2 separate regions of the Mus musculus genome follow, and region 2 is linked to region 1. The links are chromatin contacts, called in public promoter capture Hi-C maps. All regions are on one chromosome and are shown on one strand. The core of a region is the stretch at or near the end of the contact, and the rest is flanking DNA. Distances in the headings are between cores, read along the strand shown. Region 1 overlaps Gm35815 (a long non-coding RNA gene). Region 2 holds the start of 4930591A17Rik (RIKEN cDNA 4930591A17 gene).

Region 1 (7,328 bases), core at 1,317-3,816:
TCTGGCTGCCACACAGTCAATGCCCCTTAAGCAAACACCTGTGAGTGTCCTTGCACATACACATGTGCACACACACTCATCGGACTGCCCTCCTAACTGTCTGAGTAAATCTGAAATCTTCACGAAGGACACGGAAGGGCAGTAGGCTCATTGCCACATCAACACATCCTCCTGGCTCTCACTGGGTGGCTCTGTGAGGATCCATCTCTGTTTAACCCGAGGCAGTATTTATCAGGGAATAAATACCGTGGTTGGCTTATTCTCTTCCCAGGGAAGACATTTTGGTTATTGTAGCTAGGAGGGGCTACTGCTGGCCCCGAGGGAAGAGGAGCCAGGCAGTGCTTCTCAACCTTCCATAGAGCCCAGGAGGCCTTAGGACTGACAGCAACCCAAAGGTCAGGAGTGCCAAGGCTGAGACTCTGGCATGGAGGGGTTGGTCGGCCATGAAGAGCAAATTAGAAAGCACAGCAGTAAGCAGCCAGTAACTTAGTTACCCCACAGCCCTGCAGGCACAGGACACCTGCTCGTGTGATGGTATCACCCTGGTTGAGTTATGGAGGAGGAGAACAACTTGGTCTTCTCTGAGAAGCTCTCCCTCTGTGTCTGGTGCTATTAATAGTTCCCCGCTGGTGACATCACCCATATCCCCAGAGAAACATAAAGTTTCAATTACTGGAATTCAAAAGAATCGCACAAGCCTGGACAGATAGATGGAGATATTAGACTGGAGAGGACAGAAGGTGTTAGGCAGGGGTGTGGGGAGGGACTTTAATTCAACACTGGGTAGTGTTTGAATAAGATGATGGAATTCATCGCTGGAGGAAGTGGGAGCCTTCTTTGGCTTGTGACCATATTAAATACAATTTGCTACTAAAGGCACCTGATACATTTAGCTAGATATTGGAAGGGGTAGAAGAAAGATCTATTGAGATAAAGGTTCGGACAGCTTGTCGAATGCGAAGCCGTCACATGCTGCACGGTGTTACACAAGTCAGGAAGACCTGAGGAAGATTCTCAAACCTCTTAAACAGTGTTTTCTTCTCCATTTCTGCATCAGAAATATGGAGCACAGCCGTTCTCATTAACGCAGATTTTAATAGAAGATATTCGTCTGCATTGCTCCGTGGTTTCTGCTTGCATGGGGCTGCCATTTACAACAAGTGTAATAGCATCTTTGAGCTTTTTAATTAAAAATTAATTAGGAGATTTAAGCACAAACTCATTGGGGGTTACTGTACAATAACATGTTTACGAAATTAGGTCTGGGCTTTTTGTTCCAGCTAAGTGTTTCAATCAATTCTGTGTCTATTAAATGTAATTACGTATGATGCTTTCTTAGAACGATAAGGCAGCCTTTAAAAGCAGCTGGGAGACGTCTACACATTCCAGTCTGGAATTAGGGTGACTATTAAGAGGCAAATAGAGGCAACTGTAGCTAGTGGATCCAGGATGGGATGGGGGACAAGCTTGATACAAAGTTTCTGTAGGAGCTGTTCCAGCTGCCTTTCCTGGGTCTTGCCTGTTGCTTCTCATTCTGTCGGGGATTTCCCGTGCTAACTGCTTGTTACATCTCACTTCTCCTGGAGGAAGAAGAGATGGAACACGTTGATTCCCTCCCTACATTGATTTATCAGAGTTTTATCACACCAACAGAGCACAAACCAGGACAACCATTATCCTTTTATTTTTTATTTTTGAGTCATGTTCTTGCTAAGTTGCCCATGCTGGCTTCTGTAGCCCCAGCTGGGCTTCAGCTCATTCTGTAACCTAAGCTGACATTAAACTTGAGATCCTTCTGCCTCAGCCTTCTGGAGAGGCAGTATTGTGGGTCTGTGTTACCAGACCTGATTAATAATGAAATTTCCATCCAAACCTAAACTACCTCATCACACTTCAGAGTGTCAAAAGGAAAGAAAGGATCAGAATTGCTCTTTTTAAAAAGTAAGGAGAATTTAGTCAGAGTAGGAGGCTTCCATGGTGTGATGGTTTGTATGTGCCTGGCTCAGGGAATGGCATTATTTGAAGGTGGGGCCTTGTTGGAGTAGGTGTGTCACTGTGGGTGTAGGCTCTAAGACCCTGGTCTTAGCTGCCTGGACATCAGATTTCTTCTAGCAGCCTCCAGATGAAGATGTAGAACTCTGTGCTCCTCCTGTGCCATGCCTGTCTGGACACTGCCATGCTCCTGCTTTGATGATAATGGACTGAACCTCTGAACTTGTAAGCCAGCCCCAGTTAAATATTGTCCTTGTAAGAGTTTGCCTTGGTCATGGTGTCTGTACACAGAAGTAAAACCCTAACTAAGACACATGGTGACCTTTCAACATCCAGGCACAGAGTGGTACTGTGAATGACACTTTCGAAACATTGTCCCAGGTGATGCCAGAAAGGTTTCCTGTAGAGGAAGGGTCGGGGAGGTCTGTCTTTGTTAGTACCAGATGGGCTAGGGATTGGAATGCGTCTGGCACTGTTGACAAGTCTCTGTGCTTCGCCTTTGACTCAGGGCATAGCTCACCCAGGTACCTCTTAGGACTGCAGCTTCCCTGCCAATTGTCCCTCTGACCCTGAGCAGGCACTGCCTGATGCTCTGTAGGACAGAGCTACCTCGATGATGTCCTCCTCCTGAGGGTGGGGCTGAGACGTCACAGGCCAGTTCTTTCCTCTTCGCCCAGCTAAGTGCCCTGGGCAACTGCTGCTTCTGCCTCTGTCTAATTATGCTCTGTGTAAGATGAGTCAATAAAAACCCGCATCTGGCCCTCAGCGAGCAGAAGGCTGCATCTGCCTTCAAAATTCATAGGGCTGAACTCCTAAATCACAGGCCAGGAAAGTCTACATGACAGGGCAGGAAGGCACAAACCAACTCCCAGAGTAACTGTAAGCCAGCTCATCTCAGTGAGAGGGAGATAAAGCTTGCTTTTCTCTCTGCTTTGTTTTGGCAATCAGAAGTGGAGTGGGGTTCTTTGAAAACCTATACATAGCCCCTTGCATGGCATGCACTGAGGGGTCATGTGACCCAGACCTTGCTCTCAGTTTACACTGGAGTCCTTTGGACTCTCTTGGGGCAAGCCAGGAGTCATTGCTGCAGTCTTGGATCTGCAGCTCTAAGCCCCAACTCTGACAGACAACGCCAGACTTCTCTGACCACAGAATGTCCCTGTGTCCTCTCTGCCCTTCTGAAATATTTGAAGGTAAGGCAGAGTCCAGCACAAGACAGAGGCTTTCAGGAATACCTGTATTTCTGAAGGAGGAACAAACCTCATGTCACAGAGTCTGTGACATTTAGGGACTGGTCCTATCTTCCCAACTACTATAGACCCAAATCTGTAGGGAATGGAGAGCCAGAACCACCTTTTTTCCCTTAAGTTGATTTTCTGGGGATATTTTATTACAGCAATAAGGAAGTGGGTTATATGATTTCTCTCTGCAGCTGCCAGTGTGGTTCTGTCTGAGCAGGCCTCTTTGTGTGTCTCAGTACTGTGACCGGGTCACACAGTGTCCTGTCTCATGTCTGTGTTACACGCCATTCTTCCCATGAGCACTGGCATGCAGAGGGCCCATAAGGGTGTGAATTCTACCTCGGCCCCGTAAGGACTCGGTCTGTAAGGACTGGATCTGGGGCTCTGTGCAGCAGACATTTTCTTTGGCCATGATGTTGTCCCAGTAACTTTAGCTCAGAGCAGGCCATGGGTTTGTTTTTACTTATTTTACTTATCTTAAATTTTCATTTATTTATGTGGAGGGTGGGGTATGGACATGGGCTAAGGCACGGATGTGGAGGTCAGAGGACAATTTATGGGTGGGAGTGGATTCTCCCCTTATGTCATGTGGATTCTGGGAAATGAACTCAGGTCACCAGGTTTGGCAAGTAAGCACCTTTACCTGCTATGCCATCTTGCTAGGCCAGGCTAGCCCAGGAAGACTGTTCTGAAGTCAGCATGAGAGAAACAGACACGCTGAAATAGACACGCTGGTGCAGGACAGAGGCCATATCCGTAGGCCGTCGGCAAGTCGCCCCAGTTCATACCCCACCATGACAGACTCCCACCTGCCTCTGTATAAAGGATTGTAGCTTACAGCTTGTGGTTAGTTTGTAGTACCAGCTCAACCCAGAATGAGAAGTTAAGGAGGAAAACTGGTTGGCAGTACACTTGGGACCACACAGGCTCCTTCCTGTGCCCCCTAGACAGAAGGACCAGGACCAGTGGCCATAGGAGATTGCTCTCCAGCTGCCAAGAGAACATTGCCTCAAGGTCTCAGCCTCAACCAGACTTTTGATTGAGGCTTCGGAGTCATGAGGGACAGCTGGAGAGCCTGGCCCACTTGCCAAAGCCCCTAGGAACCGCACACCAGATGTCTCCGTGAGGAAACGCACATGCCGTTTCTAATTGAGAGACACTTTCCTTTAAGGACTAAGAGCTAATTATCCAAGGCGGGGACAGATTACCAACAGGGATTTAACCTAAGGTGCCATGTCTAAGAATCTATTCATATACCTGGGGTGCTCTCTTTACCACTGACACTGAAAGCAACCAGAGAATGTGGCAAGTAGAGCAGGGGACAGCTGTGGTCCACCCTGAGCTGAGGCATGAATGGGGCTGAGCTGGGAACAAGGTTCCTGTAGGAGGAGCTGACGACAAGCTGCTCACAGAGTGATTGGCACAAACAGAAGGGGCTGCAGCCATTACTGCAAGACTTAGGATCAATAAATACCCTTTGTTCTTCTTAAAATTACCTTGTTTTCTTTTTAGACTCTGAAGTGAGAGATTCGGATTTTAATTGATCGCTACCGCGTGCTTTGCCTCTGACATCCTGACAAATGTCAAACACATTTACATACAGTAATTGTTTTGTTTTGTTTTTTTTTCAAAGATATGGTTAAAAAAAGAAAGAAAAGAAAAATGCATCTTTGTACCCAACAGTCATGTTCACCACTGCAGGCGTGGGTAGACATTGTGTACATTCACCATGGACACATCTGGAGCTGAGCGACCGTGAATGTTCCCGTTCACACAACAGCGGATTGCAAACAGAAAGCTTTGCATTGTGGTGGAGAGCAAAGGGCATTGTGTGAGCATCTTGCTCAGGGTTCCATATTCACCTGTGTTTGCACCTGGCCTGCTAAAAAAGGGACTATGGAAGGCAACCTCGAGCCAGGACTCACTGCTTTGTGCAAAAGGGTAGTACAACCCAGTGCCTCCTGTGGCTTAGATACTGGCTGAACTTATTATACAAGGTTATGTAAATAAAATATACAAGGTTATGTAAATAAAATATCCTCCCACCACACCACACCCCTGCCAAAAACAAACAAGCAAGCAAACAAACAAAACAAACAACAACAACAAAAACCCTAAGTAAGAAAACATTCGGACTGGTGACTAGATAGGCATGTTTTTAGCTTTTCCATCTGTTCCCTCTGAAGCCCAGTGAGTGTTCTTTCCTCTGCCTCTGATCCTGGCCGAGCAAGAAGGGCCATGTCCAGAAGTCACATGCCTTTGAAGGTTACACGGGTTCCTTGTTCCTCTCTCTGCCTCCTGGTCTCCTGCTACGTGGACATCAGTCATATGATCATCTGCCATCCTTCCCTGCATAACAGACTACAATCCTCAGCAGCATTGCGGTCCCTGAGACAAACCCTGGTAAGGCTCTCCGGCTGTGGGAGGCACTTCACAGAGTGAAGGACACCAGGTTTTAATAACCACAGACAGTAACATCTCATGGTGTACCATGTGACAGAGCAAGTGTCACCTGTTCCACAGAGGTGGAACACAAGACTCATGGGAATGATGTGGGCTGACTTACAGGGAATGTGAGTTTAAGGTTTGAGCTGTAAGAAGTTCATTTGCTCCACCCATTTGCAAGCCTCAACTCCAGCTTCTGGCTGGGCTCTGTCTGACCCAGAGTGTAGAATGCCCTGCCCCTCCCCTTCTGAAGCTCCACCCCCACCACGTCCCTCCTCCCACCTCTGCTGTCATCTTTTATCATCTTTTAAAATGTCCACTCCCCACCCCTGGGGCCTTTTTCCCTTAAAACAGCCCCTGCTGTAATGTCTAACCCCCGGAGCAGCTCCCATCCTGCTTAGCCTTATCTCCAGCAAACTCCCACTCACTGCAAAGCTCAGCACTGGGGACTGAGGACTTGCTGCAGCCTGGTTTGGTTTTGCCTGAGCCAGCTGTGTAATGTTCTTCTACCTGAAGTTCCTCACTGGAGACCCCAGCTGTGGGCAAAGATCTCCACAAGCCACAGGTATCCCAACGATTTGGACTGGTGTAGACAAGGATGGATGAAGACCTTGAGTCATGGTCTAATGTGAACCATCTCCTATGGGCTCATAGGCTGAATATGTGCATCCCAGGTGACAGCACAATTTGGGGAGGCTTTTAAGTAGTGGGGATAGATGGAGGAGGTAGGAAACTGGGTGTATCTGTGAAGGTTACATGGGTTTCTTATTCCTTTTTCTGCCTCCTGGTCCCCTGCTATGTGAGCGTCAGTCAAGTGATACAGATGCCATCCTTCACTGCATGACTATAACCCTCTGCAACCTTGAGCTGAGGTCAGCGTTTCCTCCCTTACGTTGCTGCTTCAGTCCAGTATTTTGGCTATAGTGCTTTATGCCTCCTTCCTGGGCAAACATCCCACCTGGTTTAGATGGTGATCATGCAAAGGAAAGAATGGCCCCCAAAATATCGAGGAGAAAACCCTGGAGCTGGTGATTCCTAGGTGCATCTGCTGCTGCTGGGGAGTGATAGAGCGAGCCTTCCACACACCAGGCACTTTGCTGACCCAGTTACAACAATCACACATGATGAGACCGGACATGAAACAGCAGGTGACTCAGAAATGAATGAAGTAATTAAGACTACATTACATGCATCTTGGAGCAGAGGGACATGGTGTCTGCTGACAGTCTAACACAAGGACCTTCCCGACCTTCCCCCTCCCCCATCCTTGCTTTGATGGAGGTAACGGGCTCAGAGAACTCTCCCCTAAGGACTTGGTGTTTGTGTGAAGTAACACAACCAAGTAAGAACAAACCTGGTGCGGAGATGGGAAAGAATGTTCAGGAGTGGGGGTACATCCTATTCAAAGGTCCTGGGGCAGAGGAGATCTTCATGGAGAAGGAGGTGAAAGGATACAGCTGATACAGAGTGGTGGAGGATGTCCCCGACAGGGGTGAATAGGCGATGCCTAAGTTTGTTGGACATGGCCAGGATCTTGGCTATTAGTCTGAGAGTAGCAAGAAGTTGCTGAAAGGTATGAGATCAGGGAGGAGTTGAGGTGACTGACCAGGGGGTTGATCTCTGTCCTTGTGTGGAAAGCACACCTTTAGA
Region 2 (7,328 bases), core at 1,565-4,064, 730 kb after region 1:
AGCACTAAAGTCTGGGGCCATGGGTTTCCAGGGCAAATTTTCCCTCCTCTAAATCTAAGTAGACCTCCCCGACCCCATCCACACCCCACACCCCTACCCCCACCACTGTGCACTGTGAACTGTGCAGTGCCCTGAGGGAAGACTCAGCACCTCACCTCATGTGGAGGTAGCCAATATTTGGGCTCCTGTTTCGGGATGGAAGTGTGGCTTGGTTTGCCATTGCTGAGAAGTGGTAAGCTCTTGCCTGTCCCTGCCACTGTGCTGGGTTCCCAGCAGCCATGGGTGCTGTCCTTCATGGAGAATTCACTTTCTCTCTGGGAGCCATGCATTTTAAAGGGATGTTTTTCTCATCAGCATCTGGGGCGGATTTTAGTAGTTTGTCATATCTCACCCATCGCTCTGCCAGAGGCATCCTTTCTAATAGCTGCATAAAATTCCACATTATAAATGTCCCAAATTTTAATCTTTGATGGACAGATAGTCAGTTTGTTTCTGGACTGCTCTGTTTGTTTTTGATACCAAAAGACTCTTGGGCATGCATATTCATGAGTGTGTGCTCTCGTTTCTGAAGGATCGTTCCCACATCAGAGTGTCTGCCTCTAATTTACGTCCACACCCACACATGTGTTTTGGGTAGACACTGACAGTCTCCAGATATATCCTCCTTTCCCCAACTTGTTACTTCTAAATTCTTATACCTACATACCAGCTGTAAGATGGTTGTTATACACACTTGAGTGTGCATGGAGATGAGTACAATGCACACCCCCACACACATAAACACATACAAATGCATATAAATGCACACACAGTAACACACATGCACACACACTTGTACAGTTTTGTACACCATCTAATTGAGCTCTTAGATTCATAGCTATTAGGTCACTTTATTAATAAGCAAATCAATAACATGTCCTTAAAAGCAGACACCATGACTGGGATGGCTATGATGTTAAAATACTTGCTATACAAGCATGAGGAGCAGAGTTCCCGATCCCTTGCCACACCCCCTCAGAAAGCAGTGTAAATCCTGGACAGCTGTGCTGACTTGGCTGCAGTCCCAACCTCAGCAGGAGGAGACCACAATCCCCAGGATGAACTGGTGAACAAGAGTCAGTCTATTGGTTAGATCTATGTTTGATTGAGAGACACTGAGTGACGAATAAGATGGAAGAGCACTCAGCAGTGGTCACTGCTATCAACCTCAGGTACATTCACACACACACACACACATATATATGTATATATATCCATGTACATACATACATAAATTCACACACATATACACACATGAATATATACACACATATAGACATACATATGTACATACATACACACACATATATATACACATATGCATACACACATATATATAGACAGACATATATAAATACATGCATACATACGTATATACACAGGCATATATACACATACACACATATACACACATGAGTACACATACATACACCCATATACACATACATACACACATATGCATACATAATACTCACTTATACATACACATATGTATACACATACATATACCCATATACTCATAAATACATACACACATATACATACATAATACACACCTATATACATACACACCTATATACACACATACAAAAATACACACATACAATATACACACATACAAACACACAGTTACATACAAAATACACACATACATACATATATGCATACACACATATACACATACATATACAATATGCACACATATACACACATGCATATATATATATATATATATATACACACACATACATACATACATACACACATACACACAGAGACACATGCAAACACATGAAAAGCAGGGGGAAAAACAAACGAGCCTTCTCTTGCCCAACGTGACACAGTATCACTCACTGTGCTTCCACCCTGGCGACAGTTATAGGACCCGATCTTATCATCTGAAATTATTTCCATAGTCAATTTTTTCCAATTGTCTCAATAATTCTTTTTATATCTGCTTTAATTTTTAATCCAGGAAAAAAATCCAGGGTAATTAAGGATCAGAAATTCTTTGGGTTGCACGATTCCTTTAATCCCCTCGAATCTGGAATAGCTCCCCAGACTTCGTCTCTATTTTCTGCTAAGGCACTGATCTCCTGGTACATCTGGGTAATTAATTTGCAGACGACCCCTCAATTGTACTTATGTGATCTGATCCTGGATAATCGTGTTCGTGAGGCAATGTCCCCTTACTGCGCAGTCCACTGGGGTTTAAGAAGTCACCAAGTCCTTTGTTCAGTCTCTTGAGCTTGATCACCACTCTGGAGTGTCTGTCAGCCTCCCGGCTTATTAAGTCCTCCTTTGCCCTCAGTAATTAATAAGTAACCATGACACTGGACTTCTCGGTGGTGTAGACAACCTCTCCAGCGGGCTCCTTCATCGCGTGCTGTGAGCATCCATTGATGTCCTTGCCTCAATCAGTTCTGATCACTGTGGCTGGGAAGACTCATTTCATCCCGCTCCTTCAGGGGCCGATAATTCTACACTTTAAAAAAAAAAAAAAAAAAAAAAAAAAAAAAAAAAGCTTTTTCCTGCCTAACTCGTATTTATTTGGTTGTTTAGAAGTTAGTTGTTTGGCAAGGCTGAATGTGGTTATGCACATGGATTTTCGTCCCCCTATTTGATGGGATAAGTTTTCATCTTTCTTCCTATGCTACCGTTGCGTGGAGCCTGGACCACTGGAGTCTCCTTCAGCCAGCTCGGCTGTTCCACTGCCCTTCCTCTGTTCCCAGCATTCCCAGTTTGGTGGTCACATGATCTGCCCCAAAGCCTTCTGGGTCCTGGCTTTACCTTGCAGTTAGGGGATATCCTGGATGCCTCACGGCTTCATTTCCCATGGCGGCCAACACATTGGTCGTTTGTATACCATTCTTCGCTTGACTTTGATGGCTGCATCTCACAGTCCCTCTTCTGCATCCGGCTGAGTTTGGGCCTCTTCAGGTAGGATGGATCTCGCTCTTGTGTGACCTTCCCTGGCACTGTAACAAGCCGCTTCTGGCTTCCTGTTCTTGGAAACTCCACTCACCCCAGTGTCTGAAATGGGGAAAGTGGTTTCCAGTCCAGCACTCAGCCTCTCATGCTTACACGTCACCTTCTTTCTCTGACACCTGCTATCTCTACCAAGTCATTAAATCTGCCCAGCTTGACCCAGAAATGTCTGGAATGTACATTTCCCTCTCCACCTCCCTCTGGCTGCAGCTTTCATCCACACAGTTGCCTGACTTCCTGCTAGAACTTCATGCTAGAATGCATGAGACCCTTGGCAACACTACTTTCTGTCTGGGAGAACTCCTATGCTATTGGAACACCATAGCATCTGCCAAGCTGGTCGTATTCTCTCTAAAGAGGGTAAGCCAAATCAACATGCTGGACTCCATGGGTTATGGGCTGAGAGACCCAACAAGGCTTCTTCATGCTTTTCTCCGTCTTTGTGCCACAGCTGAGGCTCAGCAGTCTAAAGGCAGGGTGCTAAGCTGATCGACCGAAGAGCCGAACATACATGACCTCCAGAATGACCATGTGTGGCTATGTCCCAAGCACACGCCCAGGCTCCTTCTACCACGTTGATACAAACTTAAATTTTGTCTAACTCACCCCAGATCCAGCTGCCACCACACTGCACAGGAATAAAAAAACGTCCCTCTGGGAACCGGCAGGAATTGTGACTCGTGATATATAAATGCAGATGGGTGACATTCTCTCTACTCACCTGAATGAGCTCCCGCATCCCCTGGGCCAGCCACACTGGGACACACACAGAGTAAGTATTCATACAAGTAATGGTACTGAAGCCCCTTCTGAGCATATATACTTGGGACCTTCAACTAATGATTTCCATGTGCCTAATACCAAAGGCATGAAGTCACACTTCCTTTATTTAGTCTGAGTTGATTTTCTTTACACTGTACAAAACGCCTTCCAGACTTGAGGGCTGGGATTTGGAAAACAAACTCTTTTCCTCCCTTCGCTGCCTTCTTGGCCCGATACATTGCATTCACATCCTCTTAACGTGTTCTGGAAGCAGCTCGTGTGGGTGTGTCCACCGTGAAGTCATTTATCTGTTCCGTCTCAGATTGGCACTGACGGCTCACAGTGTCCTGAGCCTTGCTGAGCAGCACCAGGTGTGTTTGTAGCTAGTGAGGATGAAGAAGCACTCCCTTCCACAGGCAGAAGAGTAAAGATGAGGGGCAGGTACCTGGGAGTGGGCACATTATGCTTATGTTGATGATGTCTCCATTGTATATAGACTAATATGTTCTCTTCACTCTATGATCAACCCAGGTTTTTTTTTTTTTTTTTTTTTTTTTAAAGAGGTTAGCCAAGGCTCAACCAAGAAAGGCTAGCCTTACATGTTCAGGCGAGCTCCCAGCATGCTCTTTTGTGCTACTCATGGTCACCGAGAGAACATCAGAGGCTGCCTCTGTTCCAGCCAGACTTTTCCCCATCTCTGAACCCCAGATTCTTCAGTTCTTCTCACTGAAGTCAAGAGTAACGCACACAGCCCAAGGCTTGTTACAGAGAGCGTCACTCGCCACCCGTGTTCCAGGCAAAGTGCGTCCTCTTCAAGCCTGCGCACTCAGCAGCTGCCACTGGACACATAAACCATCTCACTGAACACATAAATGCCAGCGTTGAGGCCCTAGCGGGTGATGAGTCCTACCTGTTCCCAAGATTTACATCCAGGGTGTGAAAGTCAATAAAAACTAATTAGATGTTTACCTCATTTCCTTGGTAATGACCCTTACATGCCACTAATTGTCAAATTGAATCTATATGCAGACGTTACCTCTATCAGGGTCAGGGCTAATTTCTGCATACACAAAGAAACAACACTGTGGTTATTTATACCCGTGGCCGGCCAGCATGCTTTGCGCAGATGCTCGGGAGCTCATTTCCATAGGAGGAGGAGCTGCGGCCGAGTTTCAGTATGCTGAGCAGGGGAATTAGGTATGCAACAACCATTCACAATAATGAGAGTTATGCACTTAATTCCCTGGCATCGCTTTAAAATTTGTTTTATTAAATAATGCTGTAATGTTATGTTAAGTAACATTGGCTTCAGCCTCATTAAATAATCTCCTTAACTATCACACTGGAAAACTAGTATCATTAGACAAACTCTATTTGTCACGGGCTGTGATGGGCTGGCTACAGAGGACTCTGTGTTGAAGATTAATCAATAAATAAGGTACCACCACTCGAGAGTCACAGAAGGGGCAGAGGAGTGCAAGGAAGAAAGCCCCCAAAATACTAACTCAGCGGTGTGGTGCAAGCATGAAGAAGGAATATCGACACAACCTTGCTTTTCTTTGTACTTAGCTGAGAGGCCATGGCTGAGTGACTTATAGGAGGACTGGTTTGTTTTGTCTCAGGGTTTGAGAAGATCTCCATTCCTCATGGTGAGGCATGGCAGCAGGAAGATGTGGCAGGCCTGTTCATATCATGGTGAAGAGGAGACCGGCCAAGAGATCAGGCTTGCCTCTGTTGATCTACCAATTAGATCCCAGCCCCAAAATGTTCCATAAGCTCCCAAAACAGCGCCACCATTTGGATGCCGTGTGTTGGAACACATGAGCCTGGACGGGCACAGTTCAGGTTCAAATAATGACATTCGGCCCCTGGCACCACAGGCTTATATCCATCTCATAATGGAAAACACATACGGCCAAGCTGTGCAAGCCCCTGTATTCTGCTCCAACACTGTTTAATGGTGCTCCAATGCTTCTGAGAGTTAAGGTAAACACTTAAGTGTGAGGCTCTGCAGAATTAACAAAGATCAGCTCACACACACACACATACCAATACATGGTAGAGCAGAATAAACAAGAGAGACTAGCAGGAAAGATCAGACCAAAAGAAGGAAGAAGGACAAACATGGAAACTAGTGGCTCCACATCCAATAGTCAGCGTGTAGAGCACCCAGTGAATGCTAATGGGCTTTGCAACTTGTCCTTATGACCTTCCTAATTCGAGGCAACTTGGCTTCTCTTCGGATAGCTTCCCTTGGTGCCCTACAGCTTTGCTCAACAGAAACCCCACATTCCTGACATTTCCATCATCCTGGGGTCTCTACTGCAATATGAAGCTTCACCCTGAAAGGTCCACACTCCAGCCTCTTTGCAAGGAAGCCAGCCCTGCTTCGTGAGGACTGACTGGCCTCTTCCATGTTCTTTCCAGAGCCTTGGCTCAAGCTTCCCTGAACTTGTGACTCCTGTATTCCAGATTTTTGAAAAGCCAGCCCCAGGCTCCTTCTGCCCATGAATTTCTCTTTCAGACACTCTCCTTTTTAGCCTAAATCTTCCCACTAATGAGTCTGCATTCTGTACCTTGGGACCTCCCATGTGATGGGTGAGGTCCTTACCCTTCAAGTACATTTTCTACTAATCCAAACTGTAAAGTACAGTTTCTCTTAATCATGTGATTTCTTTCCCATTGGCTCTCATTTCATCCACACCTTTCTTGTCGACCACACTGATATACTAGTGTGCCTTTACACGTGATGTGTGGTTCTCACATCCATCAGTTGAAGAAGTGGTTAGAGTCATCACCTTTCGTGTAGGGAACCTACCTTGAACTTGTCCTCTGCATCCTGCCTGCTCCCCCTTAAAGGGTCTTACAAAAAGGGACTTAAATTTACATCAAAATTAGTCTCAAGAGTGCAGAACTGACGTGAGATCATGCTGTTCCTCAGATGGCTGGCTCAGTGAGTGAAGTTTTCGCTCCATGAACATAAAAAACAAAACAAAACAAAACAAAAAAAAAAAAAAAACAAAAACAAAAACAAAAAAAACCATGAGTTTGGTTACTCAGAACTCTCTTAGAAAAGCAGGGTGGCATGGTCTGTGGACACCGGCTCATCAAGAGTTCTGGAAAGGCCTTATGTTCGTACATGTGTGCACCACTGTGTACTATACATGCACACACACACGGAATCTCTGCAGCTGTGTGCTTTACTGTATGATGCAAGATTGTAGTCTCCCCTCCCCCAGCCTGAAACCTGCTTGTTCAGGGGTGGAGCTTCCCGCTCAATCGTTCTGCCATGCCCACTGCTGGAACCTGCCGCTTTGCTGTTCAGAGCCGTGCACGTGGTCACCCTGCTATTGGACCCCAAGACTAATTGGCGAGAATCAGGCCTCCTTCCCCTGCTTTATAATTGTGTGTGGAACAGTAAAATTGAGCTTTGATCAGAATGCCTGTCTTAGCTGCATTTCTTTATCTCGCCACCTAGCCCCTCTTCTCTTCCAGGTTTCCAAAATGCCTTTCCAGGCTAGAACCCATGTTGTGATCTG

The links. Promoter capture Hi-C pulls out the DNA fragments that hold promoters and counts their contacts.
Region 2: a promoter capture Hi-C map of cranial neural crest shows a contact between it and region 1, with 4 times the contacts expected there. The contact joins the promoter of 4930591A17Rik here to the enhancer-like site in region 1. A contact is called at or near these places in 7 of 39 promoter capture datasets (the 3T3-L1 cell line, the C10 cell line, cranial neural crest and 3 more) and 1 of 9 other capture datasets (embryonic stem cells).

What each region holds. Positions count from the first base shown.
Region 1 is chr2:178,681,940-178,689,267 of GRCm38.p6, forward strand. It overlaps Gm35815 (a long non-coding RNA gene), which reads left to right. Exons shown (of 3, transcript XR_001783599.1): 3 at 4,867-5,275. Among named protein-coding and RNA genes, the nearest start is that of Gm35815, 5.0 kb to the left of the region's middle. Within about 2 kb of position 2,567, at least 17 of the 459 cell types and tissues checked have an H3K27ac peak or open chromatin away from gene starts, as enhancers often do.
Region 2 is chr2:179,412,122-179,419,449 of GRCm38.p6, forward strand. 4930591A17Rik (RIKEN cDNA 4930591A17 gene) reads left to right here and starts at 2,815. Exons shown (of 3, transcript NM_026596.2): 1 at 2,815-2,979; 2 at 3,639-3,799; 3 at 4,351-4,759. The coding sequence starts at 3,719. The coding sequence ends at 4,653.